Linked DNA regions of Mus musculus: regions 1, 2, 3, 4, 5 and 6 are each linked to region 7. Evidence: chromatin contacts called from public promoter capture Hi-C data. All regions are on one chromosome and are shown on one strand. The core of a region is the stretch at or near the end of the contact, and the rest is flanking DNA. Distances in the headings are between cores, read along the strand shown.

Region 1 (3,981 bases), core at 1,451-3,950, 1.6 Mb after region 7:
CTTGAGGACTGCTCTCATGGTGCCAGATGGTGTCATGCAAGCTTCCAAAGGGAGGAAGCAGCCAGCAGTCCCTCCCTCCAGCTATGATGCCTAGGAAGCACATGTATGACCTGCATGATGGGATAATGCTAAGGGTGCAGGGGTGGATGCTTAGCTTGGCAATAACCAAGAGCTGTCTAATTAGACTTAAGACCCACTCAACAGGAGACAGAGCCTGCCTGGGCCTGAAATCTTAGCTAACTGCTCAGTGCTAGTGAGGTCGTGGTTATTAGCAGAGAATCTACAACCTCTGGTTTACTAGACCATCAGAATACCTAACAACATTCTATAAACATTGCCTCAATACCCATAAATAAGTGTAGTATAGTCCCCACCCCTCATCAAGGAACTGTCACTTTGTAACAAAGAGATCACTACAGAAAACCACAATTAATCAAGTTGTGGAGTCCAGCCCCAATGGATACCTTCTGTAAAACACTCTCACGGAACCTAAGGCTAAGGGGATATTGTGGAAGAAGAAGGATTTTAAGATCCAGAAGATGAGGGAGTTTGCTGTGAGATGGTGTCTCCTAGTAACTTCAAAGACTGCACCCAGAAAGTCTCACCCACGTGACTGGACAAAGACGAGCTGAGCAAGGACGACACCAATGGGCATGCCAACGTGGGTCGGGAAAAGCCCGTGAGCCCTCATCCTTACATGAAGAACTCAGGACAACCGAGGGAGGCTGGGAACAGTAGCAGGGAAGGACACACCCACTGACTGTCCAACGCCCAACAGCCATCTCTGAAAGCATACATACAAGGAACACTATATAGAGTGAGCAGGTTATATTTAGGAATATATATATGTACATGCATGCAATGTATGCATGCAATAACAATTAGTGAAATAAGCCATGGATTTGGAGGAGAGGGGCATATGGGAGGGTTTGGAAGAGGGAAGGGGAGAAAAGAGAAGGGAGAAACGCTATGCTATAATTATTATAATCTCAAAATACTAGAAAAAGGAAGCAAACAAGCTGAGCTGTAACCTCACAGCAAGGCCCTGTTGCTGAAGGAACATTTACGTATGTTATTAAACATGGAAAAACCAGACTGATGCCCACATACAAGATCTGCCCCACTGACTAGCACTCATAGTGCTGGGAAGTAATTCGCACACTACTGGAGGGGAAAAGTAATAGCTGATTTCACAAAGCTACAAACCATAAAACCTACAACAGAGTCCAGAACCTGCAAGATGTACTGATGTAGCACAAATGATATGGTAGTGACCAACTTTTAGATTTATTTTATGCGCATGGGTAGTGTGTGTGTGTGTGTGTGTGTGTGTGTGTGTGCATGTAATCTATGTGTCTTGTGCCACAAAGGTCAGAAGAGAACGTCATATCCCCTGGATCAGATGATATGAACCACCATGTGGATACTGAGAATTTAACCGAGGTCCTATGCAAGAGCAACACATGCTCTTAACCACTGAGCCAATGCTACAACTCCAAAGATATATTCATTTGATGAGTATTTTGGCTGCATGTATGTCTGTGTACCACATGATGCCTGGAACCCACAGAAGTCAGATGTTAGATACCTTGAAACTGGAGTTATGCATGGTTGTAAGCAGCTATGTACGTGCTAGGAACTGAACCCTGGTCATCTGCAAGATCAGCCAATGCTCTTACCAATGAACCATCTCTCCAGCCCTCCAACTACTTTTTGATTAGATTTAAGTCCCGCTTCATGAAATGGAACTCATATATGACACTAAAAGTGGCCAAGAACCTGGGTTTGGATAGGTCATGGGCCTAGGGGAAACATACTACCATAAAATGACCTCTAAGGACAAATTGTTATGCCCACCGAGCAGAGCGCTGCTCAACCTCGTCAGAGAAGCTTTTTCTTACAGTAGATGATAATTAACACAGAGAACCCCAACTGGGCAGTCAGAGAGTGAGACTTTGGAGCCCTTACGCCCCTAATGGGGTCCTTTCAATGCTGTGAACATTTTTGTCACCGCAAACTGTAACCAGCATTTGTTCAGCGTATGCTGCTCTGTGAGTAGTTACAGAACAACTCAGAGATGGTCTTCATGCTCACAAAACCAAATGCAGGCTGTGCACAAGAGGTTCCTCCAATGCTTGCTTAAATTTAAGTGTGCTGCATGCGTGCATGGTGTGTGTGTGTGTGTGTGTGTGTGTGTGTGTGTGTGTGTGTGTGATGTGCGTGCACATGTAGATGTGTCTTCCAAGGTTGCGCTCCACATTTTTTGAAACCAAGACTCACCAGACCTAAAGCTTATCAATTCAGGTAGGCCAATGAGCTACTAGGATACACCTGTCTCCACCACCACTCCACTTCTCAAAGGGGATTACATGCTCCAACCACCATGCCTTTTTTACTTCTTTTTTTTTTTTTTTTTTTTTTTTTTAGCGTGAGTTCTGGGGATTCGAACTCAGACCTCCGGGGTCTTTGCCTACTACCCCCAGCTTCGCAGCCCTAGATTGTGACTGATTCACACGTAGATGAGGCCTGGGCAGTTAAACAGCTCTTAAATGGTTTTCCAGACTACCCGGAGCACAGAGAGACCTCAGGAATCCCAAGCATGTGCGAGGACCTCGCCTAGCAAACTCACAGGCTCTGCGGGACCCACAGATGGCCCCGCCTCCTCCCCTGCCAATCAACCGTCCCTCGCGCCTGCGCGGAGCGGCGGTCCAACTGTAGCGGGCGGTTAGAAGGCGGTCCGCTTCTCTCACTGGCCTGCTGGTTATGACGATCACCTACAGCTGCGTTGCTAATGGCCGAGCGGTCCTGGCGGAGCTGGCCTTGACCGGCGGCGCCTATCAGGTACCTGAGGCTCACGCCTCGGCGTCTGAGGGTTCGGTTCCTCGAGGCTGGCGCACGCCTGGCCTCCCCTCAGGGCGCGGGGCGACCTGGAAGGACTCAGGGACCGGGAGTCCCCGCCCCCTCCAGAAGCGCTGCCTCCGAGGCGGGAGTGGGACTGCGCCTGCGCCACCCAGGGGTTGGGGCTCGTACTGCCCGCGGCCGTCTGGCGGAGATTTATAGCCATCTCCAAGTTGATAGCCCCATTACAAGGAAATGACCTGCAGTTGAACACACTTAGTGAACGTGTAAGGGTCTCAAGACTACTTCAGTTGCAGGCAGTGAGGGCCACCTGACAGCGCAGTTTGGACTCTCAGCGCCCAGGGTGGGAGGGCCATGAATTTGATGTCAGCGTGGGCTATATAGACCCAGTCTTTAAAAAGTGAGAACACAAGATGTATCACAACGTTAGAGCGCTTGCCCAGAATGTGTGAGGCCCTGAGTTCAGTTCCCCAACACACACACACACCTAGAAATTGTCAGATGCCATCTAATATTCTATCTGAACCTTAGATCAGTTGTCCCAGGGGGTAGAAAAGGTTTCGCTGAAGATAGGCTGTAATGTACTCCTGTACAGAGGAACTACTCCTAGTTTAGCACAGTCTTGCGCGCCCTCGACTGGCCAGGAAGAACAACGCTGCAACAGGATCCTTCTGCACACGTTTATTGGGAGAGCTTGATTGTAGAGGCGAAAAGACTTTTTGCCCAGAGCTGGTGCTGCTTTTATAGGCCTAGGAGAGGCGTGTCTCATACCCTGATTGGTTATGCACTAAGCCTCATTTGCATGTTCCTCATCTGATTGGCTACTCTCTCTCAGTACCTCACTGAGCCTCATTATCATCTCATTTGCATGTCTCACATCCGATTGGTTATACTCTCAGTACCTTACAGAACCTCATTATCATGCCTGGGCCAGGCAGTGTTTTTGCAAAAAACTTTACTGCATATGTACACATTGGTTGTTTGTCCAATCTTATGCATGGTGGCCAGCAGTAGTCAGTGCCACTCAGCAACGGCACATGTGGCTTCCCACATCTCCCCCTGTTTGTTTTAATAAAATGAGACTGGACTAGGCCTGTGCAATTATGCCCATCCGCCGTGGCT
Region 2 (4,080 bases), core at 1,021-3,520, 1.3 Mb after region 7:
AGAAGTTCCCTTTCCTCTTTCAGGCATATGCATCCGCTGGAAGGAAACTTGTTCCTGCTTTGGCCTTTCATCCTTCTCTCTCACACATCTCCCCACCTCTGCCCACACATCATCACCTACATTCACTTTGTATTCCAAGCAATGCCAACTCTTCTTTTAAAAGAAACTCTTCCTGTAGCTAAGACCTTGTCCCCTTAAGGGACAAGACAGAGAGAGTGATCTGGGGTGGCTGGGGCCTTTTAAAGGAAGCGTGCATCATCTCTAGGGAGCACAGTGGACATGAACCCTGGGTGGCGGCATAGGCTGCTCCTATGTCATCAAGGCAAGGGCAGCCTGGCGGAGTGCCAAATTTACACCATCTTTTTTTCTCCATGTCCCAGAAAAATATTCTTAACACATAGAATCTAAAGGAAAACACCCAATGAGCTACCAGTTAATATGTCCCTTTCTGGGTGATCTTCTGGGGCCTTGTGACAAAAGGTCTTTCAAAGAAGAGGCTGAGGAGATGGCTCAGTCAGAGAAGTGTCTGGCACGCAAGCATGAAGACCTGAGTTTGGACCCTCAACATTTACACAAAGATTAAGTGTAGACTCCATGCATGGATTCGGTAAGCAAAGACAAGCAGATCAGATCACTAGAGCTGCTTGGCCAACTGGTTGATGAACTCCAGGGTAAATGAGAGACCTTGTCTCCAGAAATAATACAAAGAGCAGTCAAGGAAGACACTCAACCCTGACCTCTAGTGTCTACATGCAAGCATGTGCACGCACAGATATGTGCACATACACCTGTGTATACACACACAACACACATACACGTGCACACACACACACCTTGTGGAACTAGAGAGATTTAGAGATAGGCAACATAGCATGGGCCTGAAGAAAGCATCCAGGATTCAGAGCAGAGAGAGAGCTGGAACTTGCTGTGAGTGATTCACCTTTATAAACATCTCTGAGCTCAGCACCAGCCTCCTTGCCTTTAAAGAGAGATTAATACCTCTTAATAATAATAATAATAATAATAATAATAATAATAATAATAATAAAGAGTTAAGGAGAAGAAAGATCTTTTTAAAAAGCTATTTTGTTGAAGGAATCTCTCTCTAGCGATTTAATGGGTCATAGAAATAGTTCATTTGTCTGAAGTAATCTGAGTGGGTAGGGAAGTGGGGGGGGAGGGTATGGGGGGCTTTTGGGATAGCATTGGAAATGTAATTGAGGAAAATATGTAATAAAAATATTTTTAAAAAATGACAAAGGAGGGATTAACCCTCAGAACAAAACAGCACACACCCTTCTAAATCCACGCTTCCCCAGAGCAAGGGAGTGAACTCTGAGACCTGCTGCACTTAACCCCGTGCCCTTTGCTCTGGCGACCTTGTTCTGAACAGCCGAAAAACCCTTCTTCCCTTTGGGATCAGGAGGGCAACGGCAGATTGTATGCTCCCAAGCCATGAACAATGTGGAGAAGTGTCTCCTGTCACCACGGTGCTCATTAACCGCCCTTATGAGGCAAGTCACCGGGAGAAAGTGCCTCTTCTAAGCTTCAGGACGGAAGCCAAGCCGCTTACAGAGATGCAGGAGAGCCGGACAGAGTCTCCCGCTGTTCCATCAGCCAGCTCCGGGCTTCCCTGGGAGCCAGTGCTCCCTCCGAGAGCTTTATTATTCTGTCAGTTGTGGCTCCCTCTGCTCTCATTAATGCATGTCCTGGGGTCCTCGCTTCAGAAGCTGAGGCAGCATTCTTCAAGACGGCGCTCCTAATTGATGGAGGAGGGCCGGGAGGTGCACATTCAAGCAGAAGCAAATGTTTACACAGTCCGTTCCTCTTCTCAGCAATGTTCACCAGACCCCCGGGGCACAGTTTCCAGGAATGTGTGGCTGCCTGTCTGCCCACACCCAGCCATCTGCATAGGCTCCGCATCCCTGCAGAATAGGTTAAAAGGAGCAGAGATCCCCAAGTCACACTGCCAGAAACTGAACCCTGAAGTGCACAGACTTGGGTAGGTCGCCTCACTTACTGATGCCCAAGCTGTAAAGTAGCCGGCACCTAGGATTGTTATAAAGAACACACGACCTGTGGTATGTAAAGCACTTGTCAGGCACCTTAGCTGACACAAAGTAACCATCGATGTCAATTACACCCACCGTACCTTCTGACCTCCTGTAATGCAGTTCCTGTTTGTATCTCCCCCACAACGCCACCATCTGTCAGAGAGCAGAATCATACTTTCCCTCCACACCAGCCACTACAGCTCCTGGTAGGGTTTCTGTTGATTTAGACGCCACTAGAATGCTGAGCCTTTCACCCCTGGTCACCCCTGCACTCGGGGCTCCTGTGCTGAAAGGCTGGGAGACACACAGTTATTCCCTATTGTAGTCTGAGCCTGATGTGATCAGAAGACATGATTTTGTTGTTGTTGTTGCTGCTGCTGCTGCTGCTGTTGTTGTTAAAAGGGAAGAAAGAAATCCCCACTGTACCAATGGGAGATGAAAAGCTCAGCAAGGTAATTTTCAGCCTTAATCAAGCGCACCCATTGTTTCCTTAACGTGAGATAGAGTGTCTTCCTAAGATCTGTGTGTCAGCTTTCAGCAGACAAGGGGAGAGAGAGAGAGAGAGAGAGAGAGAGAGAGAGAGAGAGACTGACTTTCCATATAGCAACTTACTCAGGCATACATGATAATGCCCCATTTTACAATTTAAAGTGACGATTGGCTTGGATTTTCAGTTTCTAGATAGCAGGTATTTCCAATCTCCCTGTTCTTGGAATACAAATCACTCCAGTATGAAGGGATCTGAGGGCCAGCCTCAGAAGATGGATAGAGGAATAGAGACGGAGGAGATGGTGTCCCAGAGAGGAGGAGGGACAGGAAAGTGTCTGTGAAGGAGGATGCTCATGAGAACTGAACTGGAGATGGCTGGTGCACCAAGGCAGTCTCCACAGCTGGAGTGCTGCTGGATCTGGCCATCCTCCCTTATCCCTGCAGGACACCGAGAGGGGACAGATGCACCGGAGGGAAGATGGAGGTGAGGCGTGCAAATGAAGACAGGGAGATGGAGTGAGCATCTGTAGACTGCATAGGAAGAGATTCCTGGCACTGGAAGGGGTTGTCTCCAGGGCAGTTGAACCAAGTGCAGGCAAGAGTACTATGAGCTCTGGTAAATTAGTCCCCGGTGAAGAGCAGCAGTAGACTGCTGCCTTCCATCGAAGGCCAACCCTGGAGAGTCCAATGAGCAGACAACCTTCCTTTCAGCTTTCTAAAGGGTTCTATCTTTAGATATGAATGGACAGCCAAGGATGCCTGGAGTTTTAGGAAAGCATGCAAGATTAAAGTAAGATGAGCAAAGAATTGAGAAGACAAAAGGAATCCATGCAATGAGACATAGTGCAGAAAGAAAAGAAGAAATTTTCCATGATGTCACAATCAGTTTCAGAAAGTCTGAAGTCTTACTCTCAGTCACTCCAGAGCCTCCTAGCCGGCCAACGAGCTGCGTGTAGCCACACATGGGACACGGACACCACTCCCTCTGGGGCCCAGGAAATATCTCAGAGCAGCAGAGTAGTAAAAGATAGGGAAGGAAGGAGGATTAGGGATATGTAACAAAAAAAGATATTTTCTGGATATGACACGGCTATTCTACTCATGAATCTAATGTAGCTCTGGTGACCAGCAAGACCCATACAAGCTTGGGCCCATCAAGACTTCGCCGTGGATCCCTGAGGGACTCTTAGCAGCTAATGGTTGTTGGAGGAGGATCTGTCCTTTTCTTCAGTGTTTTAGCTCGTGCTATAGTGAGCATCTTCTCTCCCATGCTCATGCAGGTGACTTAATTAAGTGTATCACACACATGGAGAGAAGACGTGAAAGCAGGAGGGAGACTAGGGAAAGGGGAAGAGTTTCAGCAGAGAAGAAGGGGAGACACGAGAAGCAATGGCAGGAGAAATGACAGAATGACAGAAATCCGTTAGGTACATGTATGAAACTGTCAAAAAAAATAAATAACTGCTCTCCTTAGCGTGCTTGGAAATTGGACACACTCGCGACACTGCTCTCCCCTCCTCGTGGAAAGGGACCACGG
Region 3 (3,874 bases), core at 63-2,562, 2.0 Mb before region 7:
GGGAGGACTCAGGTTCCATCCAAGCTGTGGCTGAACTCTGGCGGTGATGATTACTGGCTTGATTCAGTTCATTCTTTCAACTAATGTTTACAGAGTCCCCATATGTGCTTCAAATACAGAGATAAAACCGCTCTGTCCCCACAACGGCTCTGGGAGGCATCGAGGAATTGCTGGGCGATTCCTAAGTCCTTTGAATACTCAACAGCCACACCCAGGTTAATCAAATGTTTCGGTGCCTAAGTGGTGATAGTTACAGGGACCCTTCAGTTTCATTTCATCCTCTTATTCTAAAAAGCAAGGAATTCAAGTACTACTGGCATGCTTTAGAACATGGGCCTTCCCTATGATCGTCAGCAATATTGGAGTCTACTAAGATCCCTGCCCACCACCCTGAATAGCTCGGTGTTCACTGCCACTTCAAACTCCTTTCTGGACAGTCTAGCTGTCACAGCTCTGCCAAGACAGAGAATCTTTTCTGTCTGGCCTTCGAAACCCAGTCTGTATCTCTCCCGTGTAACCATCCCCAGTTACAAAATGATCAAACCTGGACCAGCTATTTTTATTTAGTCCTCTAAAAATAGCTATCACTCAGTACTGGCTGGAAACCAGACCCCACCCTATCCCTCAACTACCTCCAGTGTGCACACCAGGATGCTTTTGCCCTGACATTGGCTTCCCAGTCTTTGACATTTGGAGGCGCAGCTGGACTCACCCAGACTGTGTGGTGTTTTCATCTTTTAGGAAGCTGTAAAGGTGCACTCACCGTGGGAATCTCAACCTAGAACACACGTGCCCCAAGACTGCTAGGTTGCAGGGAAAACCCCTGAGGGTCCAAAATGCGAAGATGGCCAGTCAGCTCTGCTTCAGGCTCTGTGTTCAGCAGCAGTGGGCATGACGAGAGGTGGAGAAGTAGCAGTTAGGACTTGGGTGTGAGCACCCTGTCCCCAACTAGCCTCTCCTGTGGTACCCTCAACAGTGTCTGAATGGAGACCTAACCTCCTGTTTCCACCCGCCCTCGGTGTGACCACTTTTGATCCCGCCTCAGACAAAGCCAATGCAACTCCTGCAGGATGAATAAGGGGATCAGGTTGCTCTCTCGCCTTCCCCCACCCCCTCACCGCGGCTCCCCTTCCCCACGTGACTCTCTGGAATCTTTGCCAAAGCTCGTAGTCTCTGAGTCCATTTTCACACCCAGCAAAGGAGAGAGGAAGGAGGCGAGAGAGGCTGAGGAAGGCGGAGCGTGCGTGCTTTAAATGCGAGGATCCACTCGGGGACTTATCCTGTGCGTTTCCAGGCCCCTCATCTGGGGAGCATTGAGTTCGGAGGGGTCTTTTCCAGCCTCTCTCTTTCCTCCTTGCATCTACAATTATGGCTCCACCTCCACTTGGGTAATCGCACCTCCGCCCTGCAGCGCAGCTCGGGGTGCACGGTGCGGGGAGGTGGGCGTCGGTGTGGAGCAAGCCGCGCCCCTCTGCCCTCCTCCTCTCGGCGAGGGGCGGGCGCGAGAAAGTGGCAGCAGCGCCCCCCGCGCCGCCTTCCGCGCGGAGCTCTGGAAGCGCCTGCAGCAGCCGGGCGGCGTGGTGCGGTGCGGCTGCAGCGCCCCCGAGTCCCGGAGCTCCTGCAGGGCCGCACAAAGTTTGCAACCAGCGGCCCTGCACCGCCCAGCTCCCCGAGCGCTGCTGTAGCCCGGCCCGGCGTGTTCGCGGGGACCCGCCTCGGCCGATGCTACACGGACAGACGGGGGCGTGCCGAGAGAACTTTGAAAAGCTGCCGAGGAGGAACCTGCTCCTGCAGCTCGCCAGTTGGGGACCTCCGGAGGAACTGGTCTAGCCCGAGGCAATGCTGCGGAATCCCAGCAGCCGCTGACCTGCAACTTTCCTGCTAGTCTTGGCGGCGATCTGAGCTTTGCCTCCTCCTCGCAGCCTCGGCTCACGTTGGTGGCCGCTCTGCTGGAGAACCCAGTGAGCCTCGGGGCTGACTGAGTGTTACTGTCGGCCGCATCCTTCTGCGGTCCACCCGGCCAACCTCGGCTCCCGGCCCAGCAGCCAGCGCTTCCCCAGTGTCTGTGCGTCCCGGTTCCCGGCGCCGGCGCCACAGCCTGAGGTTTGGCAGAGAGCAGGTTCTTGGATGCTGAAGGCTGGGATCTTCCTGCGAGAGTGCCGCGGCGGCGATGGGTGTCCTCAAAGCGTGGCTCGGGGTGGCCCTAGCGCTGGCGGAATTTGCAGTATTGCCTAATTGTGAAGGTAAAAAAGAGCGGAACCCCGTGTGAGTTCGACTGTGCAGTTTAAGACACTCAGCCGGGTTTAGTGCTGTGGGTTGTTGGGTGGAAGTTTTGATTTGAGGCGATAGGTGGACACGGAGTGGATTTCCTTTTCAGCTGAAATCCCCACTCCTGGTTTCTCTTGCGGTCAAACCTCAGCCCGGCCACGGCCTCCTCTTTGCTTTTTGCGGGTGGGTGGCCTTTTGAGGTGATATTTCTGAACCCGGATGAATCTTCCTTCCACTTCTACCCTACTCCTCAAGGAAAAGCAACTACTCGGAACCTAGGTGAGAAGCGAGCAGTTGCTCTCACTTTTGTGGAATAAAATCCTCACCCAAGCTCCACTGTTCTATTTTGCTTTCCTCGCCCCAGTAACTCGCCCCCCCTCCCCTTAAAGACCACTTAAGATTTTATAAGTAGTATTCTGGATGTTGAGATTTCAGTTGTAATGAAATAAATTTTACTCGGGAGCGAGAGCACGAGGCTGCCTGCTTCTCAAGGAACAAAAAGTGGTCAAAGAGCATGTATGCACTTCTCTTCTCCCTAGGTTTTCATTGCGCGCGCGCGCGGGGGGGGGGGGGGTGTTCCAGTCCACTTCTTCAAGAGCTTGGGGAGAGAAAGGAGACTTGAGTGTTGTCATCAGGATAGCTTTCGTAATCTCAGCTCAGATAATACATCAGTAAATCTGATGAGGGGTGTGTGTGTGTGTGTGACATGTTGAGTCTGGTGCTGCTTCCCCCCGCCCCGCCCCCCCCCCCGCGCCCCTAGGCGCGCTGAGAGCTCCCACCTGCTCAGAGCCGCGGGGACAGTGGCTGGGTTAGCATTTGCAGAGGGGGAAGGTGGCAGGCTGGGAGAGAGACAACTTCATCCACGGCTGGGCTCTGGACTTTCTGCTTCCACTCCCGGCTCCATTCATTATTCATCCAGCTGCAGGAAGAGTTCACCTGCCCAGTCGCAAATCATATAGGCAGTGGCGTGCACGTGTCGCTTTTCCTGCATCATAGGTGCTGAAAGGGGGCAACTGGAGATTCAGGAGGGTAAAATCTCAGGTGGGCTTCCAGTCTTCAGACCAGTGGCACCTCTCTTCCTTACCATTTTTTTCTCATAGCAAGCAGCCTGGCCTTGGAAGTCCACTCGTGGACTTTCCCCACAGGTTTAGGCACCACCTTCTCACACTGTCGTGGGAATTATGTCAGAAAGATACTATTTCCAGGAAAAACACGCCTGGGGAGCTGTGCAGAGTTTTTCAAACTATGGACAACCTGTTTTAAAAGAATTGTGTGTGTGTGTGTGTGTGTGTGTGTGTGCATGGTTTTTGCATACAAAAAAAACCCCAACCTTGTAAGGTTTAATTATAGTAATTAACCAGATGGGAGAGTCAGCCCGGGCGCCTCAAACTTCAACTTAGAGCTCAGAAAAATTACAGTTACACTTGGTGGCAGTTTCTTATTTAAAAATTATATCCCAACAACACAGAGACTATGCTATCACTCCTGGATTGCTCACCAGGGGGCAGTTGGAGCGATGCTGTTTCTCAGAAGCAAATCTCTTGAAATGACAAAAGCCATTATTATTAAGAGGCTATGGGGTATGCTCTTTGGAGGGCTGGTAGAT
Region 4 (4,075 bases), core at 1,171-3,670, 1.7 Mb after region 7:
TCAGTATGTGTGGGACTTTGTTCCCTGACAGCCAGGGCTGCTCATTCTGTATGAAGATGCCCCAGCTATGGCTTCCTATGAGTGCTGTGAATTTCAGCTCTAAGGGGTCACACTGAGCTCCATCTGTATTTGTGTGAGATCGTTTAAAAATAAAAAGGGTTGGAAGATCCCATTCCTATGCCCAGCCTCCCAACCCCCGTCCCTGACCAGCTACCTAACCACTGTGGTTTTTGGATTGAATCACACATATCTAAAACTTAAAAGATGACGTCCATATGTAAGGGGAAATATGGTACTTATCACTTTGGATCTTTGGTAACCCAGATGACATGACATGGAACCTGTACAAAATACTGCGTAAGATGGCCAAGAACTGGGCCTAAATGTCATGAGCCTAGGGGAGACCCCACTGCAGTACAGTGGTTCTTAATGACACATTTCTATACCATAGCTCACAGACTAAGCCCTCATCAAAGAAGCTGCTGCTCTGAGTAGATGGTAATTAGCAGAGACCCACAACTGGACAGTGTGCAGAGAGTGAGTTTGGAGCACTTAGCGCTAACTGGGAGGCCTTTATCGAGACCCCTTCCCTCGGGCTGGAGAGATGGCTCAGCGGTTAAGACCACTGACTGCTCTTCTAGAGGTCCTGAGTTAAATTCCCAGCAACCACATGGTGACTCAACCACATGGTAGCTCACAACCATTTGGGGATCTGATGCCCTCTTCTGGTGTGTCTCAAGACATAGACAGTGACATAAATAAATCTTAAAAAGGAAGAAAGAAAGAAAGAAAGAAGACCCCTTCTCTCAAGACCCCTCTATGCAGAAGAGGAGGCAGAGAGTCAGAGCCAGAGGTGATGATCCCAAAGAAACTGTTTCTAGACACCATAGAACTGATGTCTAGAACACACATGTGAACTCAGAGCCGGTGACAGTGACACAAGGCCTGTGTAGGTTCAAACCAGACAACATCCCAGCCCTGAGGAAGGAGAGCAGACAAAAAGTCCTTCCTACTCCTAACCAGGAAGATACCCATAACTGGTATTTTCTGGGACACACAGCTTCCTCAAATGGAGTGTCATTGGGTATGTCAACAACACAACTGGGCAGATTCCATGTGCTAACACACGTACACACAAACACCCCACGTCCTTTTGTGAGATCTCTGCATACTGGCTGGTTTTGTGTCAACTTGACACAGGCTGGAGTTATCACAGAGAAAGGAACTTCAGGTGGGGAAATGCCTCCATGAGATCCAGCTGTAAAGCATTTTCTCAATTAGTGATCAAGGTGGGAGGGTCCCTTGTGGGTGGTGCCATCCCTGGGCTGGTAGTCTTGGGTTCTATAAGAAAGCAAGCCGAGCAAGCCAGAAGAAGCAAGCCAGTAAGTAACATCCCTCCATGGCCTCTGCATCAGCTCCTGCTTCCTGACCTGCTTGAGTTCCAGTCCTGACTTCCTTTGATGATGAACAGCAGCATGGAAGTGTAAGCTGAATAAACCCTTTCCTCCCCAACTTGCTTCTCGGTCATGATGTTTGTGCAGGAATAGAAACCCTGACTAAGGGGCTGGTAAGATGGCTCAGTGGGTAAGAGCACCCGACTGTTCTTCCGAAGGTCCAGAGTTCAAATCCCAGCAACCACATGGTGGCTCACAGCCATCTGTAACAAGATCTGACGCCCTCTTCTGGAGTGTCTGAAGACAGCTACAGTGTACTTACATATAATAAATAAATCTTTAAAAAAAAAAAAAAAAAAAGAAACCCTGACTAAGACACTGCGTTTTGCCTTACTGGTTTTCTTTTTAGTTTGCTTTGATTTTAGCTTCTTATGAAGAGAGAAATTGGACGTGGGGGTGGGGAAGATCAGGGAGGAGAGAAAGAATATGCTAAAACTTTATTGTACAAAAAATATTTTCTCAGACAAGATGTTTGGCTTTCGATTCCATTCCTGCCATGGAATTCCTAACACCCATAGGACAGAACAGCAGTGTTTTATTCATAATGAACATCTTCTGTTTGTACCAGACTTCATGCTACTGAGGTAACTTTAGGATGAGGCTGCTCACCAGGTGCTTAGACCTCCAGCCTACCTACTTCCGGGAGGTTGGGGGGCAGCTGGGATGGAGAGCCTGGGGTGCACTGAGGGCAAGGGAGCCAGCCCCAGGCCTGCCTTCTTCACCCATGCACCTCTTCCATTTGACTGATCCTGAACTGTATCCGTCACAATAGAATGAGCATTAAAGAACGTGTTCTGCAAGCTATCCACAGCAAGCACGGACGTGTACGTGCACACCCACGAAGAACTGTTAGTGTAAGAAACAAGGAAGTCAGGATTTAGCATAAAACCCCTTTATTCAGTGGCCAGGTCCCAGTGAGTAATGTCAGTATTGGCTGGATGCTGCTGCTGCCGCTGCTGCTGCTGCACACTCTTAAGAACGCAGAGAAGTGTGTCACCGAAAGCTCTTTACTTGGAGTGTGGAGAGTAAAATAAAACCGTTTGTTCTTTGATAAAAATCTTTAAAATAGAAAAGTGAAAAGGAGGAAAGAAGAGAAACCTCATAGCAGTTTCAAAACTAACAGACATCCCCCTGGAGTATTTACGGTAAGACGCCTTTTTTAATAAGAGAATACTCTACTCGAGGCTTTCTCACACCACTGGGGGCTTTTCACTCCCTGCCCTGCCCTGCCCTGTAGTGATGAGTCCTCCCCCTCCTTCTTCACTCTGTCTTCCACTCTGTCGTTTGTCTCTGAATCTCTTTGATGCTCCTCACCTCCACTCAGAAACGAGCAGCAAATCTGTTCATTTGGACATTTACTGTGTGCTCGTGCTCGGCGCTATGCTGGGGGGCGGAGATTTAGCATTTGAACCCTTCCTTGGGAAGCTATACTTCAGGGTGAATTTACAAAACAACGTTTTCCACATTACATTCCGGGCTGTCTGAGCCCCCTAGGAGTTTGGAGAGTTTTTTGAAACAATGTGGGAGGGGGTGCTTGTGACTTGGTTGGGGAGGGGGTGCTTGTGACTTGGTTGGGGAGGGGGTGCTTGTGCACTTGGTTGGGGGAGGGGGTGCTTGTGCACTTGGCACTCTGTTGTTGGCACAGGGATCTAGGATGGCCTTGAACTCCTGCACCTCTGGGCTCATCTCCGAACAGCTTAGCAGTATTGCAGCTCCATTTGTGCCAATGTGATTTGCGGGAGGGCGATGTTTTTAATTTGCTTCTATAACTTCCAAATTTAATTTAAAGTCCCCAGTCCTCAAACTATAAAATTTGAGCAACACACGGATGTTAAAATCTCCCCTGGGTTGGACTAGCAGCAAGAGGGCTAACCTCCTGTCTTTCCTCAGAGCCCTCATACCTTTCACCTCCATGTAGATTTCTTTTGCGATTCTTCGAGAATCTTTTTTTCTTATTATTTCTTCAGATATAAATTAAGCTTGCACGTATACCCCTTTCATACTTGAAGCCAAAACAAGGTTCTTGCCTTTGGTCCACACCTTTGCCCACGAGGCCTACATAGACCCGTGAGAGTGGCACTTCAAAAAGAAAATGCAAACTGGAACTGTGGGTGATGCACTGTGGAAGGAAAAACCAAGCCACGCCCTCTCAGCCGTACCTCGTGCCATTCGCGGCTGACTGTCCCCGGTAGCATTCACGTTTGGAGATCTTCCTCAGGCAGAGTGACTCAAGTCCAAATGCTGGTGGCCGGCTTCTTTCCCGCTCACTCTCTGTAGCATGCTTCTCTCTCTGGATCCACAAAGCCGACCGCTGAACAGTGATGATGTCAGACTGATGGGAAAGCTCTGCCCACGCCTCTCAGGCCACGGCCAGCTTTAGTGCGGGGTGCATGCAGCCAGATGCTCCTAGGTTTCCACTCAAGTTCCCCTCGTGCTCGCCTCAAACCCTTCCAACCTGAAGGCGACTTAGGGAGCTGGCTTGACTCTCACTTTACATTCGGCCGGCCTTACTTTGCAGGAGGAAGATGCCAGGTTGGAACCGGGAAAAGGATGAGAAGCGCAAGGCCTGCTGGGAGGGCGTGGGGGGCGGGGAGGTGGTCATGCACAAGCTTCTGGCTCTG
Region 5 (4,086 bases), core at 294-2,793, 1.5 Mb before region 7:
ACACTTGCTTCCTCTTCTGTACATCTTTATGTTTTGTGGTGGTGGTGGTGGTGATGATGACGGTGATGATGAGGGTAATGATGGTGATGCTGGAGGTTGTGGTGATGCTGGAGGTTGTGGTGGTGATGGTGGTGGTGGTGGTGGTGGTGGTGGTGGTGGTGATAGTGGTAGTGGGGTGTATATGCACATGCGTTTGTTGTGTGTGTCTGAGCATGCAGAAACCAGAGCAGTATGTCTTCCAGTGTTGCTGTCTGCCTTATTCCCTTGACAGAGTCTCACACAGAACCAGGAACTTACCATTGGTTAAGCTGGTTTGCCAGCCAGCTCCAAAACACAGATTAATACCAAATTTTACATGGGTCCTGAGGATTCAAACTTAGGACCTCGTTTTTTACAAACTTTTTACCCTCTGAGATATTCCCCTAGCCCCTCTGTTCCACAGGCTTTAATAAAAACTTCTGTGTCCTAGAAACAACCTGAAGAATGTAAAAGTAAACAGATGACATAGTCCACTAACTTCAATGTCTGATAATTAGTGGCTTTTCCACCTATCTTCTTTCACAGACACTACCCGATATTAAGTGGATGTCTTTAGGTTTCTATTGCTGGGGTAAAACATCGTGGCGAAAAGAAACTTGAGGAGGAAGGAACGAGTTTGTTTCAGTTTATGCGTCCGCAGCACACCCTGCCATTGAAAGAAGTCAGGGCAGGAACCTAGAGGGACCCTGGAACCGGAAGCAGGAGCTTGCGCAAAGGCCAAGGGAAGAATGCTGTCTATTTTGCTCTCTAGGACTTGATCAGTCCTTAAAGGCATACAAGGACCAGCAGCCCAGGGATAGCACCGCCCACAATGGTCTGGGTCCTCCCACCTCAAACGCTAATTAAGGAAACAGAGTCCTAAAGGCTTGCCTAAACCTCATTTTATGGGAGTCACTTTCTCAATTAAGGGTTCTAGTTTGTGGGGAGCTGACACAAAACTGGCCATTTTAGTGGGAATTTAATGTTTATCCTCCGTGACTTACCTGTGGTTCTGAGGGCTCAAAACACAAACACTGGTGCTTCTCTGAGCTCTAATCCTCCCTTTAGAGTCAAAAGGCCAAGCAGAGACACTCCTCAGACTCATAAACTCAAAATCTAGCTCTGCCGTTCTTTCTGTATGATTTGACCTCCCTTGCCTCTGTGACTCCTTGTAAAATGAGTACAATCGCATCTGTCTTGTAGTTTGGTTATCATGCGGGGTTTAGACCAGTGCCTGACTCGAAGGACCCTCTAGGTAAGTAAGCCATACTTAGTATAGGTACCTGTGAGGACTGTCAACTCTGAATCCATGCTGTCTAGAAAATGAGCCAAGCCCTAAAAGGAGGGGGTGGGAGTGGGGGTGGGCGGGGGATGGGCGGGGGGTGAGAAAAGTGAAAAGAAAGAAGACAGAGGAAAGGGTTTGGGTTTGGAGGAAGCTGGAGGAGGATGTGAGGGAGACAGGGGAAGGGGAGGGCTTGCGAGGGGGGCGTGGTGGGTAGGTCACGACTGGAGCAGAGAGGATCCTGGATCCAAGAGCCACTTGCAAGCCGGTCCTGGGCAGTCCGTGAGTAGAAACAGGAGGAGGGGCTGAGGAAGGGTGCGGTCTGGGTTGCCACCCAGGCTAGCCGGGAGCTACGGCCGGCCGAGGCTGATCTTTCACCTTCGCTGAGCTTCTGCCTGGGCTTCGCCTCCGCGGCCCCAAGGGTAAGTTTCCCATGCCCGCCCCTCTACAACCACGGAACATCAGGTTCCCGCGGAGTCCCAGGTCGTGAGCGCAGCTTGCTCCTGGGGCTGTTCCCTCCCCTCCCTTCCCCCAAGCCCTCTTCCCTTCTATGGAAATAGAAGAGACTTGACCTGGGGGGCACAAGGGCCGAGCTGAGTAAGTTATCAAACTTAGGGTCTTGCAGCCCAAGCTCACATCCAGGGGACTGCTCATTCCTAAATGTCTCGGAAACATTTAAAAGAAGAAGGGTTAGAGGAAGGTCTCCTGCCCCTGCTCAGAGTTCTGTGCTGAGAACTTTTTTCCTAAGGCTCCCATGAGAGATCTTTCTCCCCTCCAAGTGTCTTTTAGCTTTACTTTGTATAGGTAGGAGAAAGATGTATTGGACTTTGAGAGTTGGGGAACTTCGGTTTTCTCTTTTAAAAGACACCGTTTTCTTTGATTGCAACAGAATTCTATTCACTAGACATGAATCACCTCCCCTGCTTCTTGAGTCAGCAGGTGAGGTATCGAGGTAGAGGTATGTGGTTTGTGATTGCAAATAGCCATATATAGAAGTTCTGGGTCCTGTGCCAATAGAAAGTTGAGCAGCCGGGGCAAAATTCTTCCCCAGGAGGTGCGTTAAAGAGAAGAGGTTCCTGCCCCCGAGAGAACTTCAGTTTCTACTCCTCACCAACATCATAAAAAGCAGACTAAAAGGTTATTCTATGAAGAATCATTACTGGTTTTCCTGAAGGTGGAAGTTTCAAACTGCCTAGAAAGGTACTTTTAAACTCAAACGAAGATCAGACCACTGTCCGCAGATCTGTTGGTGTTGAGAAATCGGTAGAAATGCCAGCAGGAGGAAGTACAAGAAAATGTAGCTGCTGTAATCCCCTTCAGGAAGGATGTGTTTAAAGCTCTATTGTTAGATCACTTGGCTTGCACTATGGAGTAATTCTCTACTTTTTACAAGCTTAAAGGATGGCTTGATAATACTTCTTAGAAATTTCCACATTATATTGGATCAACAAATGTCAAGCATCAGTTTGGGTCCGGGGCCACAGGGCTTGGGGATTAACGGTTCATTCCTTTGCAATCTAGATGCCTGGGTTCAGTCGGGTCGACCCAATAGCTGTATGGTGGGGATTTCACTATTGCTTCCTGTGCCTCCAGCATCTTCCTGTGCTGTTAATGATGTCTCTCTCACTAACTAGGTTATTCTGAGGCTTATGTTTAAATCATTGAATACAGTTTTTTTTTTTTCATATACACCAGTGAATAAACATTGCACAAATCCCCAGCTTTGAGAGCTCACTTTCTAACACTTTGCCTGTCACCTGACACCTAGTAAAAACACAAGATGCTGGCTGACAGCATAATCTATCTTATTTCCTCCCAGCAATAGAAACAGCCATCTCCCTATTTTACACATGAGGAAATCCTGACTCAAATTAGGTCTCGAATTAAGAGATGTGTTAGCATTTTGTCTGTGTGACAGAACATCTGAGAGGAAGAATTTAAAAGGAAGAAAGATGTCTTTTTAGCTCATGGTTTTAGAGATTTTAGCCCAGGTCAGGTCAGCTGGCTCCGTTGCTAATCATTCAACGTGAGGCAGGACATGCTCATAACAGAGTCCCTGGCAGAGGAGAATACCCCACCTCATGGCCGCCAAGACGCAGAGACCAAGTGTGGGCAGTGCCAGGGAGAATACAGGGAGCTCTGAGGCCGCTCCTAAGGGATCTGCTCTCTTTAGGGAGTCTTACCCCTTAAGCTTCCACTGTTTCCCATTAAATTAGGACACCATCAATGGATTGATCTATTGTTGAGGTTAAAGTGACCATTCCTGATCCAGTTGCTTATGAAACTCCTCAGCTCTGAACACAGCTGCATTCGGGACCAAAATGGGAAGGCCTGTTGTACGTGACAAGAAGCAACCTTATCCTGTATCCACTGTATAGTCTGGAGAGAGATAGAGGGTCAGACCCTTTAATTAGAGAGGACAGGCCAGGGGAGCAGTGGTGGCGCACACCTTTAATCCCAGCACTTGGGAGGCAGAGGCAGGTGGATTTCTGAGTTTGAGGCCAGCCTGGTCTACAGAATGAGTTCCAGGACAGCCAGGGATACACAGAGAAACCCTGTCTCACCTCTGCCCCCCCCCCCCAAAACAAAACAAAACAAAACAAAAAAGAAAAAGAAGAAAAAAAAAGAGAACACAGAAGTTTCAGAGAATGAGCAAACATTAGGGCTAAATACTTCCAGTGACTATTAATGTGGTTTCAGGTCCATCTTTGGCCCTGAACTGCCACTGAAGTTTTAGAATATTTTGTTGCCAGGATGGGTGGGAACAGTTTGTATTTCTGAATCCA
Region 6 (4,012 bases), core at 1,255-3,754, 1.4 Mb after region 7:
CTAGATTTTTTTTTAATTGTCCTAAAGACTTAGGTTTGTTTGTTTGGTTTTTGGTTTTACAAATTTCTCAATTTTACCAGGACCACAAAAGGTACCAAAAATGGCCATTCATAATTTTCTAGAAATTAATATTCAGAGGGGGTTATTTCTCTTCCATATCTCTCTCCATCCCAGATGCAGTAAGCTGAGCCACTCCCTTCCATTTAGGAGCAATAGTAAATAGCTAAAAGGTATCCACTAAGTATATTTCTGCATCATTTCATCTCCTTGGGCACCTCTTCAGTGGTGCTGATGAAATGTAATGCCTGATACACATTTTAGGTTGAATCGGCCAACAACTATAACTCAACCATCTATAGAGAGACAGTGAGAGGAGATGCTAACCTTAGCTCTACCTCTAGATAGGTAGGAAGTAGCACATAGCAAGATATAAAGAGTTACCAAGGTCTAAGGGACTTCCCCTGGAATTTCTCAAAGCCAAGGGAACCACCCTTGTTTTAAAATAACAACCATCTAAATGTGTGTGACTAGTTGGTTTTTTTTTTGTTTTTTTTTTTTTGGGGGGGGGGGTCAGCTCCTCTCTAGAATAAGTGGGAAGCCATCGACCTGAAACATCAAAGCGGGGCACCTGTTGACCAGAGGACTTCATAGGCAGGAGGTGTACCCAAAGGGCAATGCATACACCAGCATCTCTTGATGGAGGCTTTGGGAATCTTATAACAAAATCCCCAGCCCCGAGGAAGAGGAAAAGTGAGCGAGCACAGTTGATAAGGGGCACCACTTGTCTCCAGCTCAGCCTCCTACCATGTGGCTGCCTAACGTGCCCTCTAAAAGACTGCGAGGGAGGGAGATGGCTAAGGCCGTGGCTGCAAACCTGGAAAACCTTGCCTGTCTGGGCTCTTCAGCCTTTAGGTCTCAGCTTTCACCAGAGCAGGCATTTCCATCTGTCTTTGCCCGCTCTACACTCCTATCCCCAAACTCCTGCTTACCACTCACCACTGGAATCTCCCTGCTTACAAATAAGTAAATACTTGCTGTCCCATAGCAGATTATGGCCTGGACCACTTGAGCTGTAAAATCACAGGAAATAGTTCCACGTGACTTCGGATAAAACAAAAACAAAAAAACAAAAACAAAAAAAAACCTAGGATAGCAATGGTGAAGGGCGTCCAAGAGGCAGCTGAGGAAGGCTCTAAGAGTTTAGGTCCTAAACAATTCCTTGCTGAAGGAACCCACTGCATGACTGAGAGAAGAAACCCATGTCTATATCTCTGCCAGCCTGGAAACTGCCGACTGAAGGCCAAGGCAGCTCAGGGAAACCTCAGACTGCCAGGATGGTTATGAGACAGTGGTGGTGGCAAGGCTAGTTGACATGGCCAGAGTCAGCCCTCTGGTCCTGACCTGCTTGTCAGGTAGTCTGTAGGAGAGGGCGGGGGATTGAGGGGGGCGAGGTAAGAGACAGTGGGTACTCTGTTCTGACTGTAGAGTGTGAAGGGTCATACAACCCAGAACTGTCCGTACTGAGTGGCCCATATGGGTCTCATATTAAACGCTGATGCTGCCATTTCCCCAGAGGATCAGCCAGCCAGTCAGCCAGCTGCTAGCAAAGCCGCTTGCAGCAGGGTCGCTGCTACCTCGGGGAGGTGTGAGCAATTAGGTGTGCCTGCCTTCAGAAGGCGCGATGTGGTTAGTCTCACCTCACACCCCTCCCCTTCCCCGGCGTACCTCCCACCAGAAGAAACGAGTTAACTTATACGGAGTTTATCGCCTCGCTGGAGGTTGGGGGAAGGGAGTGGTTAGAGCAAGCACGACAGTGGGAACCTTGTTGACTGACAGATTGTTTCTGCTAATCATTTAGGCTAGCCATGGTAGACAGCGGAAGGATGAGCAGGCAACAGCTCATCTTCAAATGTGCCTGGCTTGTTAGGCAAGGGATAACTCGCAAAACTCGCGATTCACAAACATGTTCACCTATCAACTAGGAAAGAGAAAAAAAAAAAACAAAACACGCAACGCGGTCTGGGGAGACCAGAATTCAAGCCCGGCGGCTTCCATCTCCCCTTCCCCGGCCCCGCCCCAGAAGTCCTCCAGGTGAGGCGCACTTGCCAAGTGGTGGGGACCCTAGGGGCGGGTCAGGACTGTTAGCTGTCGCCCACAGCCACCTCTGCAGGACACACCCTCTACCTACCTCCAGCACGGGAGAGGCGCCCTTGCTCGGCAGCGTGCAGCCCAGGAGCGCCGCGAGAAACTTTGCCATATACGAGCAGGGAGGCAGGGTCCCCCTCGCGCTCGCCGCCTCTGTCCTCGACCCGTGCCAGAGCTGGGGTGGGCAGGGCGGACCCAAGCTCGTGGACCCGGGTGGGGGCGGGGATCCGCCCGCCAAGGTCGTCCCGTCGGGGGTCTCTGGGCCTGCAGGGAGCTCGTCGCTGCCACTCGGGAGGTGCCCGGGTGAGAGGAGCAGACAGCCGCGGGCGCCCCTGCCTCCGCGCTGCGGGAGCCCGGGCTGCGTTAGCCTCACCAGCTGAATGTCACTAGCGCCGTAGTAAAGGGAAGGGCCCCGCCGAGGGGGTGTCGGGAGGGCCAACGGCGCACGACCTGCGGCGGCGCTGGGGCAAGGGCGGCGGGGAGCTCAGAGCAGCGACAGCCCAGCCCGCCCAAGGGTAGAGTGCAGGCGACGCCTCAAGTGAGAGCCTAAGCCGGCGACCGGGGGGGGGGGTGGGGGGGGGTGGGGGGGAGGCGGGGGGGGCACGCTGAGAGCTAGCGGCCAAGGCGGGAGGGGCTGTTCACCCAGGTGACCCACTTCCCTAGTTTCTGCCCGATTTGCGACAATGCAGGTGGGAGAGGAGGGAGCCCAGGTCCACAGACATTTGGCGAGTTACCACGACAGAACTCGAGCTACCCGCAAGGGCTCCCCAATGGCACGTGCCAGCCCCACCCTTCCAGTAGGAAAGGAGGTGGTTCCAAACCCAGGATTAAGAACCCTGCTCCTGCCACACGTGAGCCCCTGACACTGGGTGGGATCTGCACCAGTAAACACTAAAGAGGAGGAGAGGGCGATCGCTCTCTCCTTGGCCTGCCTCCCAGCCAGGACGGCCCAGGATGGGCAAGGCTGGAACCTGAACACTGCGACACACACGCAGATGCGGCCTGTTGTGCGGTCCAAGAACTGGACCTGGCAGAATTCTCTTTGACTCAAGACACGGGGCCAGCATTGCACTCGGTCTAGTTTTACTGCTCACAGCTGTGGCTCTCACTTAGTGTACTATGGGTGGTCTCTGAAGCTTGTTTAAAATGAGAAGTCCTGAGCTGCAATAAGTGCGGGGATACTTCAGCATCTGCTCCATCATTAGTTACTCCCAGACTCCTCTGCACGTGGTGTCAGGCTGTGGTTTGGAAAAGAAAAAAAAAAAAAAAAAAAAAAAAAAAAAAAAAAAAACACTGCCCAACTGTGCCAATGTCAGAGGTTCAGAAAGGACAACAGGGGCCCTTGAGTAAAAAAGTTAAGTCCCCTGATTTTATATAAAAGTACTAGACCAGGAAAGTCTTTGGTTCTCAAGCTCTTTTCGGGACCCTGGGGCAACAGTGACCAGACTGTAGATGCTTACTGGCTGGGGTGACTAGAAAATGGACATTTGGGTGCAAAGTGGTGAATATGTGAGGCTAGACTTTTCTGTCAATCCACAACTCTCACTGGCATAACAGAAGTACAAGGATGAATCTTTTAAAATACTGGAATTGGCTTGTTGATCCACCAGCACTTTCAACTATTGAAACCTCTCCAGATTCTCTCCCTCCTGGGAGCTCAGAGAATTTTGAAGACCCATGGTTGAAACTATATTCCGAACTTAAAGAAGCTAATGCCCTTGATTTTCTTAATGAATTAGGTGATTCAGTGCACAAAGCTTTCTACAAGATGGGGAAAAATCGGAAAATGATTTTACTGGCTGGCTGCTCTTAGTATCTGTGGAAAAAATGATGAATGAAAGGAAGGAGTTGTGTGATAAAATCGAAA
Region 7 (3,708 bases), core at 843-3,342:
AATACCTTTAAGTTGTTTAAATTTCTATGCTTTCAAGATCATTTCACCAAAGAGCTTCTGACCGTGCGGTTTCTGTCTGCGTGGTCAGTTTAATGAAGCATCCCTAAAAAACGTACAACTGCAATGGATCATGCTAGAACAATGAAGGTAGAAATCGTCCTTGATATCAGAGTGCCACAGGGTCAGGAATTCCAACATTCCTTAGCTGTTTTATGATTTCAAGAGGACGATAAAACCTTGGTGTGGGAGGATGGCAGAAACAGCGGTAACACATGTAAGCACAGCCCAGCACCCCCTAGACGAGCAGCGTGCAGTAGTGTGAGTTCCATTCTGAAGCCATGGCCACCACAGCTTCTCCTGTTTGGGTCCACGGCTGGTCTCGTTTGAAATCTCTTTTACTACACCTTTCAACTTCAGTCAGCTTCCTCCTTCCAATCCTCTTTCCTGTGCCCCTCCCTACTGTCCACCTCTCCCTCCATCCCACACAGAACTTGCGTTTCTTGCCTCCACAGTTTGGAAGATGCGCCTACTGTTTCTAGGCTTTGTATCAATCCGTGTTCCTTACCACACGTTTATTTTTCTTTCTAATAAACAAACTTCTGTATTTGGTTTTACACAGCTCTTTATAACCTATCTTTACATCCACATGCCCCTGTGAGAGAAAAGGACTATTGTTATTTTTTGGGTTTGCTTTTTTGCACCCGACACTTTGGCCAAGTCATTTAAACTCATCCTGTCTCCATATGGAGGATAACACCAATGCTGGTTTTCTAGTGAGTTTGTTGTTGTGATTAAACGAAATAATGGAGATTGTATGGTACTTAGAACAGGGCTGGTATGTGGTAAATTCAAATCAATCACCACACGGAAGCAAGTTTCATATCCTGTGGACCCCAGCGGCAGAAACTTTTTTTTTTTTTTTTAAGCTTTCTGTTGTGTTCAACACACCCAGAATAATGCCTCTGGGACAGAGAGGGGGTGGGTGGTAAGAGAGCACATGGCTGAAAGGTCAGGGTTCTGTAGGACTGAGAAGCTGATATGAGAGGAGCTAGGAGGAGCCTGAATGTCAGCTTGGACTTGAAACCAGGTACATGAGATGCCTAGAGGCCAGCTTGCCCTTCAGAATGCTAAAAGACACAAAAGGCACTTGTCCTCAAGTTTCTTTTGGACCAGACAGTACAGAGACCTCTCCTCTCTACTTGTGATAATGTTTTAGGCCACATGAAATTTTTTCCCCTCTATGCTTGGAGTTTAGTTTCTATAGCTTTCTAGATAATTATACAATATAAATTGTTGGTAGCCTGTTTTTAAAATAAAGCTATAACTTATTGTGCAACTTGGGGTCTTAAATAGACCTGGCTTTACTTTGCCCCCCTCCCCCCCAAAAAATGGAAAAGATTCATTGCAGAATCTGATTTGATTTCTACAAATGCTGAGATGATTGTAAAGTCCCTTGGCATAACAGCAAGCATCTGTGCTTCTGGTGTGGAAACAGTTGTACAAGTCTGCTCTAATGAGAAATGTTTCAGATTCAATTTTATACTATAGTATTTTAAAGAAATGAGTAAATAGAAACACAAGTCAATATCAGCTTCTCAATGGGATATATCATTCCATGATTAGGATCCCTCCCCCCCAACCCAATTTTTTAAAGGACGTTCAAGGAGGCAAGATTTTTCAAGTAATTTTCAACTTATTGAAATTTAAATAACAAAAAGTAAAGGAACTGAAAGGCAGAAGGCAGGAGCAAAGGAGATCACTAAGGCTGCTTCGTTTGGGAAGTTTATACATTGTTCCTGGCACACAAGTAACCAACCATAACTTGCCTTTAAGTTGTAATTTATACAACTGATCACGTGCTATTTTGAAGCACCCAGCAAGACTATTTCCCCTAGATTTCCGGGATACTCTTCTGTCGAGGTTCTTACTGCAAACACTGAGCAGGCACCTTCGGACTTTGCTAAGGCTTTTACACCAAAAAAGTTGGGTTTGCCCTGCAGGGCTGACCGCTCCCAGGGGTTAGAAGCCGCCCAGGGATCCGGCTGGGGCAGGGCCAGCGCAGCGCCCTCTGCCCCGCCCCCGCAACCGGCGCGCGTCCGGCCCGCCCACACCGGTTACTAGGGACGCGTCGGTGTAGCCGCGATGGATCAGGACGAGGGGCTGACGGCCGTGGACAACATTGTCACACAGTTCAACACCTATGAAGACTTCCTGGACTCTCAGATCACTACGGTCGACCTGTACTACCTGGAGGTAAGCGCGGGTCCGTCTTGCTGGCCGCGGCGGGGCTTGGTCGCCCCCTGGCGGTGACGGCGCTCACCGCAGGCCTCTGGCTTCGAGAGACTTCTCTGCAGGCTGCAGGAGTCCCCAGCCCTCCAAACGCTGGTGCGCTGCACAGAGGCCGACTTGGTCGCTGTAAAGTAGTAACAAGGCATAAAACCAGGAGGACGCGTTGCTGTGTGCACCTGAGGGCAGGGCAGCGGGAGGTCCCGGATGCTCGAGAAGACTTAGTTGGAGGGATCTTCAAGCTCCGAGCTCCTAACTCCCAACTGCAAGTCTCACAGCCTGGGCTCAGGTTTTCAAAGGAGTCCATCTCCATATTAAGGACAAACAGAGCAAGCACCATTGGGGGCGGGGGGGGGGGGGGAGAATCAACCCTACAGAACTCTGGGAAGGACTTGAATTTGGCCAACTCCCCTCATTTCTCCTGTGCACAAGGCAGTTTATCATATAGACACCCCTCCTTTTTAAATAGGTGCCACTGTATGAAAATAATCTTAAATGAAGAAAATTTGTCCCTTTTGAAATTATCTGTTAAAATAGTTACAAAACATGATTTTTAACAGCAACAGCAGCGATATCACCAAACAACCAAGCTTTTACGTTTATTAGATGGGTAACTTAAAGTTCCATTTGTGTGTACGCACACATGCATAAAAAGTCAGTGGGCAACTTGGAATCGGTTCTGAACTTGTATTCTGTGGTGTCCAGGGAATGAACTCAAGTTTGGCAGCAAGCACCTTTTCCTTAAGCCGTCTCTCCTGCTTTTAGCCAATATTTTAAACCCACAGAAGTTGCTTTAAATCCTTGCATCTGAAATGAAGCCACTGAATTGATAATTACAATAGATGTTGCAAGAAGCTTATGTAGAAAGAAGGGGAGGTAGGAAGAGAAAGGGTGAGTCCATCTTAATTATCTGACCGGCCAGAGGATGAGGAGCGCGGTTGGCACTTGGTTGGTAGACCGGAAGTAGTGATGCGGAAGTAGTGATGCGGAAGTAGTGATGCGGAAGTAGTGATGCTCCGGAGGTTGAGGAGCGTGGTTGGCGGGACGGAAGTAGTGCGTCTCCATCCTCTGTTTCCCGTGTTCACTAAATAACGACAGAACACTAAAACAACTGCATTGCCACGGCAGCGAGTAACATTAGCTTTGCTGAACTAATTAACAACTTTTATTCTATAAGTTAGCATCATCTAATAAAACCAACCAGTTCAGTGAGTGGAGAAATGATTGACAAGCTTCAGCAAAATTGCTAAGCTATGGGTTTTAGATCCTTTTCCAGTCATCTGCCCCTCTGACTAAACACAGTCCTTCTCTTTAGTGGCTGCCTGCGGACTACCGGAAAAATAAAAATTCCAGTTGAATTTCTTTTCTCAGGTAAGGGGTGAAAGAAATATTAAAATGATTTAAAGATTTCCCTAGATAATG

What was found. Promoter capture Hi-C pulls out the DNA fragments that hold promoters and counts their contacts.
Region 1: a promoter capture Hi-C map of hippocampal neurons shows a contact between it and region 7, with 7 times the contacts expected there. The contact joins the promoter of Vamp9 here to the promoter of Cfap299 in region 7. A contact is called at or near these places in 2 of 39 promoter capture datasets (the 3T3-L1 cell line and hippocampal neurons) and 1 of 484 Hi-C or Micro-C datasets (cranial neural crest).
Region 2: a contact with region 7 is called in a promoter capture Hi-C map of hippocampal neurons, with 4 times the contacts expected there. The contact joins the promoter of 4930405H06Rik here to the promoter of Cfap299 in region 7. A contact is called at or near these places in 2 of 39 promoter capture datasets (the 3T3-L1 cell line and hippocampal neurons).
Region 3: a contact with region 7 is called in a promoter capture Hi-C map of hippocampal neurons, with 4 times the contacts expected there. The contact joins the promoter of Fras1 here to the promoter of Cfap299 in region 7. A contact is called at or near these places in 4 of 39 promoter capture datasets (the 3T3-L1 cell line, cranial neural crest, hippocampal neurons and 1 more).
Region 4: a contact with region 7 is called in a promoter capture Hi-C map of hippocampal neurons, with 3 times the contacts expected there. The contact joins the promoter of Tmem150cos here to the promoter of Cfap299 in region 7. A contact is called at or near these places in 2 of 39 promoter capture datasets (the 3T3-L1 cell line and hippocampal neurons) and 1 of 484 Hi-C or Micro-C datasets (cortical neurons).
Region 5: a promoter capture Hi-C map of pre-B cells shows a contact between it and region 7, with 6 times the contacts expected there. The contact joins the promoter of Anxa3 here to the promoter of Cfap299 in region 7. A contact is called at or near these places in 6 of 39 promoter capture datasets (the 3T3-L1 cell line, the C10 cell line, hippocampal neurons and 2 more) and 1 of 9 other capture datasets (liver).
Region 6: a promoter capture Hi-C map of hippocampal neurons shows a contact between it and region 7, with 6 times the contacts expected there. The contact joins the promoter of A930011G23Rik here to the promoter of Cfap299 in region 7. A contact is called at or near these places in 4 of 39 promoter capture datasets (the 3T3-L1 cell line, hippocampal neurons and liver) and 1 of 115 datasets of contacts at active chromatin or transcription factors (pancreatic cancer cells).

Annotation. Positions count from the first base shown.
Region 1 is chr5:99,903,565-99,907,545 of GRCm38.p6, forward strand. It overlaps Vamp9 (vesicle-associated membrane protein 9), which reads left to right and starts at 2,701. Exons shown (of 6, transcript NM_001378420.1): 1 at 2,701-2,841. The coding sequence starts at 2,764.
Region 2 is chr5:99,611,953-99,616,032 of GRCm38.p6, forward strand. 4930405H06Rik (a long non-coding RNA gene) reads left to right here and starts at 2,271. Exons shown (of 4, transcript XR_003955764.1): 1 at 2,271-4,080. The region is part of intron 1 of A930011G23Rik (RIKEN cDNA A930011G23 gene); the gene reads right to left.
Region 3 is chr5:96,372,643-96,376,516 of GRCm38.p6, forward strand. Fras1 (Fraser extracellular matrix complex subunit 1) reads left to right here and starts at 1,313. Exons shown (of 74, transcript NM_175473.3): 1 at 1,313-2,243. The coding sequence starts at 2,171.
Region 4 is chr5:100,075,542-100,079,616 of GRCm38.p6, forward strand. It overlaps Tmem150cos (transmembrane protein 150C, opposite strand), which reads left to right and starts at 2,421. Exons shown (of 5, transcript NR_045993.1): 1 at 2,421-2,599. Tmem150c (transmembrane protein 150C) reads right to left here. Exons shown (of 8, transcript NM_001382851.1): 8 at 2,331-4,075.
Region 5 is chr5:96,791,842-96,795,927 of GRCm38.p6, forward strand. Anxa3 (annexin A3) reads left to right here and starts at 1,544. Exons shown (of 13, transcript NM_013470.2): 1 at 1,544-1,722.
Region 6 is chr5:99,726,556-99,730,567 of GRCm38.p6, forward strand. It overlaps A930011G23Rik (RIKEN cDNA A930011G23 gene), which reads right to left and starts at 2,505. Exons shown (of 4, transcript NR_030692.1): 1 at 2,189-2,505.
Region 7 is chr5:98,327,212-98,330,919 of GRCm38.p6, forward strand. Cfap299 (cilia and flagella associated protein 299) reads left to right here and starts at 2,093. Exons shown (of 6, transcript NM_001024614.1): 1 at 2,093-2,253. The coding sequence starts at 2,143.